2 separate regions of the Mus musculus genome follow, and region 1 is linked to region 2. The links are chromatin contacts, called in public HiChIP or PLAC-seq maps. All regions are on one chromosome and are shown on one strand. The core of a region is the stretch at or near the end of the contact, and the rest is flanking DNA. Distances in the headings are between cores, read along the strand shown.

Region 1 (6,476 bases), core at 3,941-6,440, 340 kb after region 2:
GCTCACAGTCATGGCTGCTGGGAAATGCTGACTGGCCTGCTCTTATCTTCATGGTGGCCGCAAAACTAAGGGAGGTCAAGGTTTTTGCAATAGCTAGGAGGAGTTTTTAAAGAGTTCTTATCATCCTTGAGAAGTTGGCAGCTGGAAAGTGTTTGCCTGGGAGTTTCTGTAGAGTGTTTAGGGGTTGGAAGCCTATCAATTGCTGTGACAGTCTGAGAGAGGGGCTCATTATGGAGAGGGTCAAACAGCTGGGTGTTCCCCCGAACACCCAACTCAGGGACATGGAGGACGGACACATGGGATGGAACTAGCCTTTCTCTCTCATGTGGGTGAACAGCAGAGCTGCAACAGCTGGAGAGACTCGGAGCAGGGGTTTTAAAGAGCAAAACAAACCAAGAGCGAGCGAGGAAAGGCGTTGCTCGGTGGCCGGGTGCCTCGCTCGCTCTGCAGACTTTGAAGTTACCGTGTTTCCTCTGGCCTTTGACCTGATGTCCTGTCAAACCCTCCTGAGAACTTACGTCTATGAACTGCCATTTACCTGTCTGTCATAATCCTGCAGGACCAGTTGGGTTGGTTAAGAATACCAAACACCTAAAGCAACACTGGCGGAAGATGACCCCGTAATGAAATAAATATTAGATATGTAAATAACGCATAGCAGAACTTTCCAATCGGCACGCCCGGAATGGTCTTGAATAGGGTTCTGTTTGCTCAAATCACATTAGATTTTTACGATAAGACTGTTGTTTTAGTCCACGGGACGTCCAGCATGCGAGTCATTCTGTACGGCCCTAAAGCTTTCCGCAAAGTCCCGATTAGTATGATGTACATGTTTGGATATTTCTAACCACTGCAATTTTGAAACATAATGCGGCTTTCAGAAGTAAATAAGAAACATGAGTTACTATGAAGACCAGTGGTGAAGTCATCATCCCCAGAAGAACCCCCCGACCACGCCCTTCTGGGTGTGACCGCTCCTCACCCACGCTAACATCCAGCACCGCTTGCTTTCCTTCTGAACTTCACAGTTAGTCAGACACTTCATCCTCTTCCCTGCCTTGCTTCCTTCACTCTTGCCTTGTTGGTAAGATTCATTCTTATTTGGTCACTCATTTGGTGGTGTGTGTGTGTGTGATGGTATGTGTGTTTTGGTGAATGTGTAAGGTGTGTATATATGTGTGTACGTGATGGTGTGTGTGTGATAGTGTGTGTTATGGTATGTGTGTATGTGTGTGTGAGATGGTGTGTGTATGATGGTGTGAGTGTTTATGTGTTGCTGTGTGTATGTGTGTGTGTGATGGTGTGTGTGTGTGTGTGTGTGTGTGATGGTGTGTTTATGTGTGATGGTGTGTGTATGTGTGTGTGATGGTGTGAATATGTGTGCATGATGGTGTGTGTGAGACTGTGTGTGTATATGTGTGTTATGGTGATGTGTGTGTACATGTGTGTGTAGACAATGACATTTTGAGTTCATACTGCAAAATAGCGTATCTTACCCAATGGGTAAATATGGAACAGATATTTTATTTTCAAATATTATTCTTGCTGGTCAGCACTAATGATTAATTTTTACACTTTGAGCTTCATGATCCTAATGAGAGTTCTTAATTTATTAATTATAATTATTATAGTAAGGGGATGAAGGATGGGTGAGATTGGGATGTCTGTAAGTAAGGAGCCAGTGCTCACAAACTGGGCCCTGTGTTGGAATTCTTCCTCCTGATATGGACAGTCATGACTTTGGCCAAGACCCTACTGGATGGTCTGACAGCAGCTCATTCACATGATATTTCCCATCTTCTCTCACAAAAAGTGTTGACAGGTTCTTCTCATTATTTTTTTCTCTCCTCATTATCTCTCAGTAGAAAAGGAGAGTAAGGACTGGTATTGGTTGGGTCCTAGAACTCAAGGAGACACTGCCAGTGGGTGGGAACTACCAGCTTGGGTCCTAGCAACTTGAGGAAGCTAATTAGCCAGAGGGCTGGCTACACAAGCACACACGTGCAGTTCAGCTTCATAGACAGCATAAGGGACCTTTAGGGCCCTGAGGGATGGTCAGAGTTGGGCTAGAGGGCCCCCATGGAGATAAGAATTTAAAAACTAAAATTCTGGGTCAGGCATGGTGGTCCATGCCTTTGGCACCAAAACTCAGCAGGCAGAGGCAGGTGGATCTCTGGTCTGAGGACAGCTGCCTCTACAGAATGAGTTCTAGGATAGGCAGGGCTACACAGAGAAATCCTGTCTCAAAACAAAACAAAAAGCAAATGAACAACAACAACAAAAGAAATAAACATAGCAAAATAAGTTACATATTATAAAAGCTAACAAGAGCTGTAAACTTAAAACAAACAAACGAATAAACAAACAAACAAACAAACAAACAAAAACCACCCAAACGTAGTATTCTTATCAGACCCACTTGGCACAACTTTACAGTGCTTATTCCTCTTCTTGAACTTTTTAGCCACCAACCTTCTGACTCCCTCAAGTTTGAGATATATCTCTTCCAGGATGAGTATCAAGAGATACACACAGACTTTGTGCTTTGTGGGACAACTTCAGGCTTGTTGCCTTACAAACATAGGGATTCAGACCAACACTTACAATTGCATCCCCTGCCTCCAGATACATTCTTGATGCTGAGCAGACAGAGCTGAGCATGCCGGGCCTACCAATGAGTGGTTTGTTGTTGTTGTTGTTGTTGTTGTTGTTTGGTTGGTTGGTTTTGGTTTTGGTTGGTAAGGCACTGCAGCAGTCGGACTCTCAGTTTCATTCATCCCAGGCTCAGCAGCTCTTTGCTCCTGGATCCTCCAGTGCTGAGGGAAGATAAAGCTGCCAAGATTTGTACAGAGGGTGGCAGTTTCAGCCTTGGGCACTGCTCCCACACCTCTGTAGCTGTGTCTGCAGTCCTGAAGGAGACATGAAGTGTGTACTACACACCAGCAGGAGAGGCTCCAGTTCATGCCAGCAGCATAGGCTCTTGGCTTCCGTTGACCACCCCCGCCCCCACCACCACCACCATGCAAAGTGCTCCCATGCCTCCTCCCTAATCTCCCTTCCTTTGGCTCTATGTCCCATTAAACACAAACAAAATGTCTCTCTAGCCTTATTTTTCTTGGCTTGCTTCCCAAAATATTCACAGCTACTTCAAGGCCACTCTCCATATGTTGGGAAGTTATAGATAAAATGGATAATGGCCCCAATCCACAATGATTAAAGTAGAAACAGTTTGCAACATCTACAGAAACAAAGTATCATGTGCCCACTTTGTCAGGTCTTAGCAGTAACACTAAGCAAAGGCTTGCGCCAGACATATATAGAAACCAATACTGTAGCAATGGTTTTGCAAAAAGTTATTGTAGTGTCAACCATCAAGGAGACAGAAGGCACACACAAATCTACCTACTTGATCAGACAGAGCACAGGAATTCAGGTGGCCCAAGGGCAAAAGAGAGCCGAACGGTCCTAACTTGGGAGTTGCCAGTCTTTTTGCTGCTCTGCTCTGTTTCACTGCAGGAGAGAGTGTACCAGGTTTTTAGTCCATTTCCAAGACAGCCCGTTCCTGTTCTTCAGATCCTGTGTGGGAGACTTTTGATTTCCCAGGTGCTCAAGGTCATTTTTGGTCAGGTCCTAGGGTTTCATCCCGAAAACAGCTTGCATTGCAGCTTTAAAGGCTGACAGCACTAAGGCCCTGAATGACGGGTGAGTCTGCCACCCATTCGGGATTGAAGAAATTACCTCTTGACAGGCCCACTTCTGTATCTCTGCGGCCACATCATCTTTGCAAGTCTCACTTGCCACACTGCATGGTTGCATATAGGATCCCAGGTAGGACGCTGTCATTTCCTTTATGGAACTCAAACCTGTCACTTAGCATCTCTGTACTTCAGGTTGTCCTGGCTGTAAAATGGGTATAAGTAATGCTAATATTAAAGGAATTCGTTTTGACAGAATGGTTACAACAACATCTGGGACATAACAAAGGCTCAGTATTTAACTAGCTCTTGTCTTTTTTTTTTTAAGATTTATTTATTTTATTTATATGAATACACTGGCTGTCTTAAGACACACCACAAGAGGGCACCAGATCCCATTACAGATGGTCGTGAGTCACCATGTGGTTGCTGGGAATTGAACTCAGGACCTCTGGAAGAGCAGCCGGTGCTCTTAACCACTCTCCCTTTCTCTCGGCCCCTAGCTCTTGTCTTTACCACCAGCAAAATAATATTAATATTAACAGCACACAGCTCTTCTTACACCAGAAGCAAATCAGAAGCATTAGTGACCAGGCAGAGAAAGGGCAGCACAAAATGAACAGACAATTAGCTTTTCAGATAATACTACGGCAGCCAAAATTGCACTTAACTAAAGACTGTAAGGAAATTTGCTGGACCATGAATACACACAAGGTCACAGCATGCCAAAGAGAGGGAGCGCTAACAAAGGGTGGTATCCTGCATCCAAATGAGAATCAATGATTTTTAACAGAAAAATCATACATTTGTCTGCAATCAAACTTAAGTCCTACTCATCAGGACTGGCTATCAAGACAATAATCTCTCCTGAGGGACTGCAAAAGCAGGCAGGCCCCACAGCACTCTCCCCCTCCAAACCAAGACACTTGTGTGGAGGAGCAAGGGCAGCTGGAGGAACAGGAAGAGTGGAAGAAGCAGGGTGATCATGGTGAGAGGGAGACCGCGGAAAGGAGGTTGTGGAGTAGAAAGAGAATAGGGGGCGACCTAAGGAGGGAGAAGGAGGAGAGGGAAGAGAAAGAGCCGGGAGGGAAGGGGGAACAGAAGGATGGGGAGGAGGGGGCAGGGCAGGAGGAACTGGAGAGCAAGAGGAGGAAAGGAAGCTTGGGAAGGAGCCGGGAAAGGGGGGTGGGGGGATGAGAAGCCCACAGCAGGGGCCAGGGGTAGCTCGGGGTCCGCGTGGGTTGGCGTGGTGGAGCCAGCTAGTCCAGCCGCACCGTTTCGAGGCGCCGGCGTAGTTCACCAGCGCGGCGCGCAGACGGGGGCGCTGTGGTCTCGGATAGAAGAAGGAGCCGCCGGACCCGCCTCTTTCCCCGCCCGCCGGTGTCGCAGGGAAGCCTGGCGGAGCAGGCTCGGCCACATCGCGGCCGCGCGGGCACAGACGCCCAGCCGAGTGCGGACCGTGCGCCGCCTTTGTCCGCCGGTGGCAGCTGGTCTCGCGGCCGCCGCCCCGCGATGGCCCCGCAGCAAGGCCGGCCGGCGCTGCCCGCCCGCTGCGAGCCGCCGGCGGCGCCGCCGGTACCGCCTCGCCGAGAGCGCGGGGGGCGCGGGGCGCGCGGGCCCGGGGTGTCCGGGGGTCGGGGGCGCGCGGGCGGCGCCGAGGGACGCGGCGTCAAGTGCGTGCTGGTCGGCGACGGCGCGGTGGGCAAGACCAGCCTGGTGGTCAGCTACACCACTAACGGCTACCCCACCGAGTACATCCCTACGGCCTTCGACAACTTCTCGGGTGAGCGCCGGGCGGGGCGCGGCCTCGGGCTGGGAGGCGCGGGGCGGCGCGGGTCTCGGGGCAGCGGCTCGGCGAGGTGGCAGCGGGGTGTCCGACCGGTCTGGCTCCGGGATTCCGGAGCGAGCTGCAGCTCAGGTGGCCTTCCCACCTGCGCCCTCCGGGGCGGCTCACTTCCAGCGGATCTTCGCCTGGAGCAACCCGGATTGCTCCCGTGTGTGAGCCGGCCAGGCGCACCAAGGAGGGCTGGGGCTTGCGAGAACGTTCCTTTCTTCTGAGCCCAGCGCCTGCCTGGCCTGCGCCCCGCCTGCGCTGTCTCGGTTTCTGACGGTTGGCCCAGTCCCTCCAGCTTGGCGTTTAGTTACAGCAAGTTCTCAAGGGTGGGTGGGTTCGTGGATCACACAAAGATAACAAAAGTAAAGCAATCATTTCTCTTGATTTTTTAAAAAGTCTTTCAGGAATTTAAGAAAAAGTTACAAAAAAAAAATCACATTAAGCTAGTGTGAAAAATCTTCCTCCTAAAAAATTTACCTCCGACTTCCAGTCTCCGTGGCCAGTCTCTAATTTCAGAGACCCTATGGATAAAACAGAAGTGCATGGTGCCCCCTCCACCGCTCACTAGCATAAACATTTATAAACAACCAGAAATGCTATCAGAAGGAGACAAATTGCCTAATATAAGCTGAAACCTCCGAGTCTTTACTGGATGGGGGGTCCTTGCTCTCACCCTATCTCTGGACCCTGGGGGAAAATCTGTGTGGCTTCTCTCTGCCAGCTTTTCTTAATCCTCTTTTTGAACTGACAGAGAGAAGTGCCCATTTCCACACACGCACGGGTGATAGGCCGCCTGTGTTTGCACAAGTTCTCAAAACTGCTGGAGTTTTATGATAAACCCTGAAGCAGGGAGATTTTTTTTTCCCAAGAGAAAACAGGATTATCTATGAGGTTGTCCACTGATTTAAAAGTGCAGAGTTGGTTTCCCACCTTGTGTTGTTTCTAGG
Region 2 (7,053 bases), core at 1,640-4,139:
GTCTCAAAAAACCAAAAAAAAAAAAAAAAAAGGAAAAGAAATGTGAAGTACAAAAAAAAAACCCTTATTTATTGATAACCACCCCCTGCCCTGCTTTCTCTGACTCTCGGGAAATGGGGAGAGTGACACCTGCAAGCACATGACAGACAGACACATACACACAGAGACAGACAGACACACACACACATACAGAGACAGACAGACACACATACAGACAGACACACACAGAGACAGACACATACACATACAGAGACAGACACATACACATACAGAGAGACAGACAGACACACACACATACACACAAGGGCAGGGAAGAGCAATAAATACCTCCGGGCAGTGGTGGCTCACATCTTTAATCCCAGCACTTGAGCGGCAGAGGCAGGGGCAGGTGGATCTCTGTGAGTTCGAGGCCAGCCTAGTCTACATATAGAGTAAGTCCCAAGACAGCCAGAGCTACACAGAGAAACCCTGTGGGAGTTGGGGGTGGGGGTTGGGGGGGAGTGGGGTAAAGCTAGGAAATAACTCCAAATCAAGTCATAGAGCCCGTGTAACTGGTGATGATACAAGAGAAAGGGCATTGTCAGGTGGAATCTGAATGTCTACGGACTGTAACAGATGGCGACTTTTTTCCCTTAACCGCTTCCTAAGTGAACTGAAAAGCACAGCGACAACTCACGGATGAAGGAAGCAGACCGGTCGGAGGAAGCGTCAGCACTGTCGCGGTCGATCAGCTCACTGAGACGCAACCTTTTACACTGTGGCTCTTCTACCTACAAACCGAAGCGGTAAGAACAGCAAGAAAGTGGTTTCAAGACTCCAGCAGTGTGCAGCTCGCAGAGCAGGCAAGTTTGCTTTGTTTTGGTTCCCTGGTTTGTTAGTTTGGTTTTATTTTGTTTTGCTTTTAAATTCATCTTTGTGTGTGAGAGTGAGTGTGTGTGACAGTATGTGTGTGTGTGTATTAGAATTTTTTTTAAGATTTATTTATTGTATATATATATGTGTGTGTGTGTGTATGTATATAGATAGATAGATATATACACATGAGTACATTTGTCACTGTATTCAGATATGCCAGAAGAGGGCACCAGATCCCATTTCAGATGGTTGTGAGCCACCATGTGGTTGCTGGGATTTGAACTCAGGACCTCCGGAAGAGCAATCAGTGCTGAGCAGCTGAGTGACCTCTAGCAATGACCTACCCTTCAGTGTCTTCCCTGTAAATGAGATTATCGGTAGCTCATGCCTTTCACTCTGGTTTGGAGAAACAAAGGAACTTACAAATATAAATCATACAGATCAGTGTGTGACAAACTGAAGTTCTGGTGTGCTGATGCTGCAATGGTTTAGTAAAACCAAGTCCAGAAGTAAACGGGATGCTACAATGCCAGCCCTATTGTTTAGGAGCATTTTAAACCATGTGAAAATGCCTGTGCTTAATTGTCATATTTAAAAGTGAGAATTAAATTGTCTGTATGCCATTCTGAACTGTGTTTCAAAATGACAACATGGAATTAGAGCAGCAAAGGCCTAATTGGTTCTCTTTGGTGGATTATGAAAGATTTCAATCACCCTCATGTTTCTATATATGCGTTTTCTGTCACAGTCTGTGTTTGCTGCAAAGAAACAATGTTTATCTTAATATTTAGAACAATTCCAGTGTCTGCAGTGAATGTTTCAGTCAAAGTGTCTCCAAGAGAGGGCTGTCCATCCAATTTGGGTGCAGCGCATGTCAACAAACGGTAAAGTCGGCTTCTGGGACAAAAAGCATCCCTTTGTCAGCAGTGAATTCCTCCACCCCACACCCACACAGGTTACAAACACTGCTCTCTTCCCCTGGGTGTTTCTCTGGAACACCGCTGAGCCATCTCTCCAGCCCCCAGAATTTCTATTGCTGTAATAAAAACACCATGACCAAAAGCAACTCGGGATGCTTCTTTCAGCTTACAACTTGTACTCCATCTTGCTGGGTGTGGTGGTGCACGCCTTTAATCCCAGCACTTGGGAGAGAGAGGCAGGCGGATCTCTGAGTTCGAGGCCAGCCTGGTCTACAGAGTGAGTTCCAGGACAGCCAGGATTACACAGAGAAAAACAAACAAACAAACAAAAACCAGATTGTACAGGAATCAACCCTCCAGCCCCTCGAGTACTTTTCCCAGAAGGAATTTATTAAAGCCTTTCATGAATTATTAAATGTACTACCCAACTACTTTCATCTCCAAAGACATAAAATATAAAATACACTCAGCTCTCCTCCCACCTGGTTTGCCGGCACCAGTTACTCGCCAAGTACTCAGGCTTAGAAGGACATTAAAAAGATTATGATCTGGCTTGGCTCCGAACATCCAACCTGCTCAGCCAGGACAACTTCCTCTTACCTCTAGCAAAAGGTCATGCATATTTTGATGGTATCTCAGGAGTTTCAGAGCAGAATCCTTTAATTTCTGTTCCCTTTCAGGATCATATTTTTGCTTTTTGACTCTGCCCGCTAAAGATATTTTAAAAAGAAAAAAAAATTGCTCAGAAAATTATAGTGCAACGTACACAGGGTGACACGCTGCGCGGAGGTCCAGAGAGAAGCTGTCCAAGTCTGGACAGTCACCTAGCGCTTGCAGCAAGCGGCAGGACCAGGAAGCCTGGGGCCCATGGCCCTAAGAGGACCAGCGCGGCCCAGGACGGCTGACTCGCGGGCAGGGCTGAGCCACGCTGGGATCTGAACCCGGACCCCGAAGAATGGAGGGACCGCACTGGCGCTGGTTGGGGGTCAGAAGGCAGAAATGGCAAGACCTACCCAGCAGCTCGGTCCAAGTTTTTCGGAGGCCCCGGGGCCCACCACCCATGGCAGCACCCCTAGCCGGCGAGCCCGGCATAGCGTCTGGAACACCGGCTCTGCAGCCCGCGCTGCCTTCCGATTGGCCGCGGCCAGGCGCTGGCGCTCATTGGCTAGGAGCATGCTTGACCACACCCCCGAGGGCGGACCCTTGCTCTGTGGCCCTCTTCCTCTTGGTTGTAGTACTTGTCCCGGAGTCTGGCTGCGTTCGGGTGGCAGAGAAGGCAGTATGGTGGCAGCCTTGGTGCAATACACCTGCGCCTGACAACTTAGAGGGAAAGTGGCGCAGAATTGCTAATGGCCCAGAGCTTGGCCTGGGGAGATCACGTGACAAACTGGACCCAGGTTTTCGGTAAAAAAAAAAAGCACTTTTACCTGCTTTGTTCAAAACTACACAGGATCGATCCGAGTACTCTGCTGTGCTTATTTGACTCTGAGGGAAAATTGACCAAAGGAGTTCTGGTGCTGGGGTGTGACTTTCAAGGGTTGAAATTAGAGTTGCTATCACTCCCCGCTAAGCGCTCAAAGTACTTAGGAAGGAAAAACAGCCACAAAAACGCTGTCATTCTTGTTTCTTCCTTTTTTAAATCCACCTTACGTGCGGGGCGGTGCTGTAATCTCAGCATTCCGAAGGCAGAGGCAGGTGGATCTCGGTGAGTTGGAGGCCAGCCTGATCTACCGAGCGAGTTCCAGGACAGCCAGGGCTACACAGAGAAACCCCGACTCTAACAAACAAACAAGCAAACTGAAGGAGGGCATTATGTGCACTGCAGCCACTGTCCTTGATTTTCAGCATTACCCCAGGTGTGTGCACACGCAGACACTAGTGGAAGACAGGACACTAGAGACAGGCTTGAACCGGCCATAGTAGCCAGGTTGTGATTAAAATTCACCCAGCCTGGAATCAGTCAGCAGCTGGAGGAGCCATTATCAGAGCCAGAGCAGAGCAGACAAAGATTGACCGAAGTTTCCCAGGAATCAGGCTTATCTGCCTCCATGACCTGGAGGTGCTACGGTCACACTGGGAGCCAAAAAGTCACTTTACCCATCAAAGAGAACACTTAAAGATATAAAACTGAAGAGAACCAATTTTTTTTTAATGTATTTCTACAAAATTTCATCACTATGGCCAGGACTCGTCCCAGTTCAGGATCAAATGTGTCTGGCAGCCCCACGTTGCCTCTAGCATCAGAAGTGCCCTCAGAGAGGAGCATCAGAGAGCTGCTCTGCCTATTAGAAGATGTGGCTCAAGGCTGGCTCAGTGGTTAAGAGCACCGACTGCTCTTCCGAAGGTCATGAGTTCAAATCCCACCAACCACATGGTGGCTCACAATCATCCATAACGAAATCTGATGCCCTCTCCTGGAGTGTCTTCAGACAGCTACAGTGTACTTACATATAATAAATAAGTAAATCTCAAAAAAAAATGGCTGTACTTCCATCATTGCCCACAAGGTGGACCCCCTCCAACACAAGCCCTCCCCACCCACACTGTTCCTCCCCTGCTACCCTGTTGTTGTTGTTGTTGTTGTTGTTGTTATTTTGAATGAGTAGGTTGGTGAACTCAGAGATACACTACCTCTACTGACTGAGAGCTGGGATTAAAGACACGTACCACCACTACCTGGCAAAAAAGGGCCATTTTCCTCCATATGAAAAAGGAAATCTAGCCGGGCGTGGTGGCCAGAGAAACCCTGTCTCGAAAAACCAAAAAAAAAGAAAGAAAGAAAAAGAAAAAGATAATCTGCTCAGCCAGCCTATGAGGACAAAAAAGAGTACTAGCTTACCCCAAATCACACCAACTGACCATCACCACCGCTGGTACTTACTGTGTGTTTTCAAGCTTTCGTTGGAAACGGTTTTCTTTTCGTTGATGCTTCGTAATTTGCATTTTCAACAAGTGCAGTAGCACAAGTTAGAAATCCTATCAGCTCTGGAAGCTGAGGCAGGAGGATCATTTCTGCCTAGGAGTTTGGGGTAGCCTAGGCAATATTGTGAGATTCCCATTTCAAAAACAGAATTAGAGAGCCGCTGAGGTGGAAACTGGCTAAGACACCCGTGGTGACCTCTGCACTCTACACACGAGCGCACATAGCAATTCACACATACATAAGTAGGAACGCACGCACATGCACACACACGCACACACACACAACGGGCCTGTCTTATCCACAGGCATAAATATCTTCTACATTGTGGATGTAGGCTTCTCCGACATTAATTTCTTATTGTTCTCTGGTGAGTCCCACTGCTTAACAGCACTGTTGCTGATTTTTTAATTAATTGGTTTTCCAAGACAGGATTTCTTCTGTGTAACAAAGCCCTGGCTGGCCTGGACTCGTTTTATAGACCAGGCTGGCCTGGAAGTCACAGAGATCCATCTGTCTCTGCCTCCGGAGTCCTGAGTGCGGAGTGCGGAGTGTGGAGTGCAGGGTGCTGGCTTTTGTTTTGTATTAAGATTTATTTTTATTTGTATGGCTGTGCGTTTGTGCGAATGTGTGCTACATATATGGCTACTGCAGAGGCCAGAACAGGATGCTGGATCCTTTGGAACTGCAATTATAGGTAGGTGTTAGCCACCTGACATAGCCACTGAGAATACTCCCTGAGTCACCTCTCCAGCCTAGGCTTTGTTTAGTTTTAGGAGAGGACAAAGGCTCAGGTGGCCCAATCTGGCCTCAGGCTCACTTTGTAGCTGAGGATGGGCTTGAACCCCTGTTCCTCCTGCTTCTACTTCACAAGAATCTCGGAAATAGTCATTGCAGATAGAACAACGGCTCTCAAGAGCATCCCGGATTGTCTAAGAGACCCCCAAATCCAATAACAGTTTCAGGAGATAGAATAAAAGATGACCCAGGAGAAACAAGGACATGAAGATACTCTTAAGAACAGATGTAGCTCGGGGGCTGGTGAGATGGCTCAGTGGGTAAGAGCACCCGACTGCTCTTCCGAAGGTCCAGAGTTCAAATCCCAGCAACCACATGGTGGCTCACAACCATCCTTAACGAGATCTGACTCCCTCTTCTGGAGTGGCTGAAGACAGCTACAATGTACTTACATATAATAAATAAATAAATCTTTAAAAAAAAAAAAAAAAAAAAAGAACAGATGTAGCTCATACATGTAATCTCAGCAATTGGGAAGCTGAGGCAGGAGGATTGCTATGAGTTCCAGGATAGCCTGGATGACCGTATGAGACCATCTAAAAGAGCAAAGAGAGAGTTGGGGGAGAGGAGAATATATTGGAGTGAGGATGAGAAAGTCTTCCTATGCCTCTCGAGGGAGCCTCTCGGCCCACTTTGGCTTCTGGCCTCCAGAACCCCGTAAGACTGGGTCTCTGACTAGATGGTAGCACACACCTTTAGTCCCAGAAGCAGAGGCTGGTGTTGGTGGATTGGATCTCAGTGAGTCTGAGGTCAGCCTGTTCTACACAGCGAGTCCCAGGACAGCTAAGGATACTAGTGAAACCCTGTCTCAGCAAAGAACAAAAATGAAGGAATTTCTGTTTTCCGAGTCCCTAGGTCATAGGTAGCCGTGTGTTTTGGCAGCTTCAGGAAACTTCCGCAGCCACCACTGCTTCTGTATCATCCTAAGTGTCAGCACAGTGGAAAATTAGATGCTGGCATCAGGACGGAATTGACTTTGATGTAGTGGACCACATGAAGGGTGCCAGGAAGCTCTGACTATGGAGCACAGGTGGGAGCCGGCTGCCCCAGCAGAGGAAGAACGCCAGTGTAAAGAGCAGAGGGCAAACATTCCAGCCTTGTGGACCATACGGTGTTTATCACAGCTACCCGATGTGTTATAATAGCTTAAAGCAGCCACAAATATGTCCCAAATAAATGTAGCTGTGTGCCAATAAAACTTGATTTAAAAAAAAAAACAAAAAACAAAAAACAGGGAGTGGACCAAAATGTGTCCCAAGTGCCAGAGTTTTTCTAGGTTCTGGTCTCTTCAAAGATCCCTGTTCCATGAATGAGGATAATACTGGATATGATGACTTAGCCTCATGACCCAGCAATTAGGAAGCTGAGTGAGAAGGATTGCAGTGAGTTCCGGGTGGGCCTGAGCTGCAGCATAAAACTCTGCCTCAAGGGGGAAAAAAGCGGAAATCTTGAGTGTACCCCAGCCTTGACATCTGAGCTCGCAGACAGACAGTAGTATCACATGGTTATTGTTTTTTTGTTTTTTTGTTTTTACTCTGTCAAGTAAAGATCATAATACAG

What was found. HiChIP or PLAC-seq counts read pairs in DNA pulled down with a chosen protein or histone mark.
Region 1: a contact with region 2 is called in a FOXA1 HiChIP or PLAC-seq map of pancreatic cancer cells. The contact joins the promoter of Rhou here to the promoter of Fanca in region 2. A contact is called at or near these places in 2 of 115 datasets of contacts at active chromatin or transcription factors (embryonic stem cells and pancreatic cancer cells).

The regions. Positions count from the first base shown.
Region 1 is chr8:123,648,739-123,655,214 of GRCm38.p6, forward strand. Rhou (ras homolog family member U) reads left to right here and starts at 5,191. Exons shown (of 3, transcript NM_133955.4): 1 at 5,191-5,478. The coding sequence starts at 5,208. It overlaps Gm35874 (a long non-coding RNA gene), which reads right to left and starts at 3,998. Exons shown (of 3, transcript XR_388157.3): 1 at 3,739-3,998; 2 at 3,407-3,510; 3 at 2,288-2,832. Gm35930 (a long non-coding RNA gene) reads left to right here. Exons shown (of 2, transcript XR_388158.1): 1 at 1-1,084; 2 at 2,783-3,097.
Region 2 is chr8:123,315,687-123,322,739 of GRCm38.p6, forward strand. Fanca (Fanconi anemia, complementation group A) reads right to left here and starts at 2,890. Exons shown (of 43, transcript NM_016925.3): 1 at 2,789-2,890; 2 at 2,376-2,485; 3 at 677-770. The coding sequence starts at 2,867.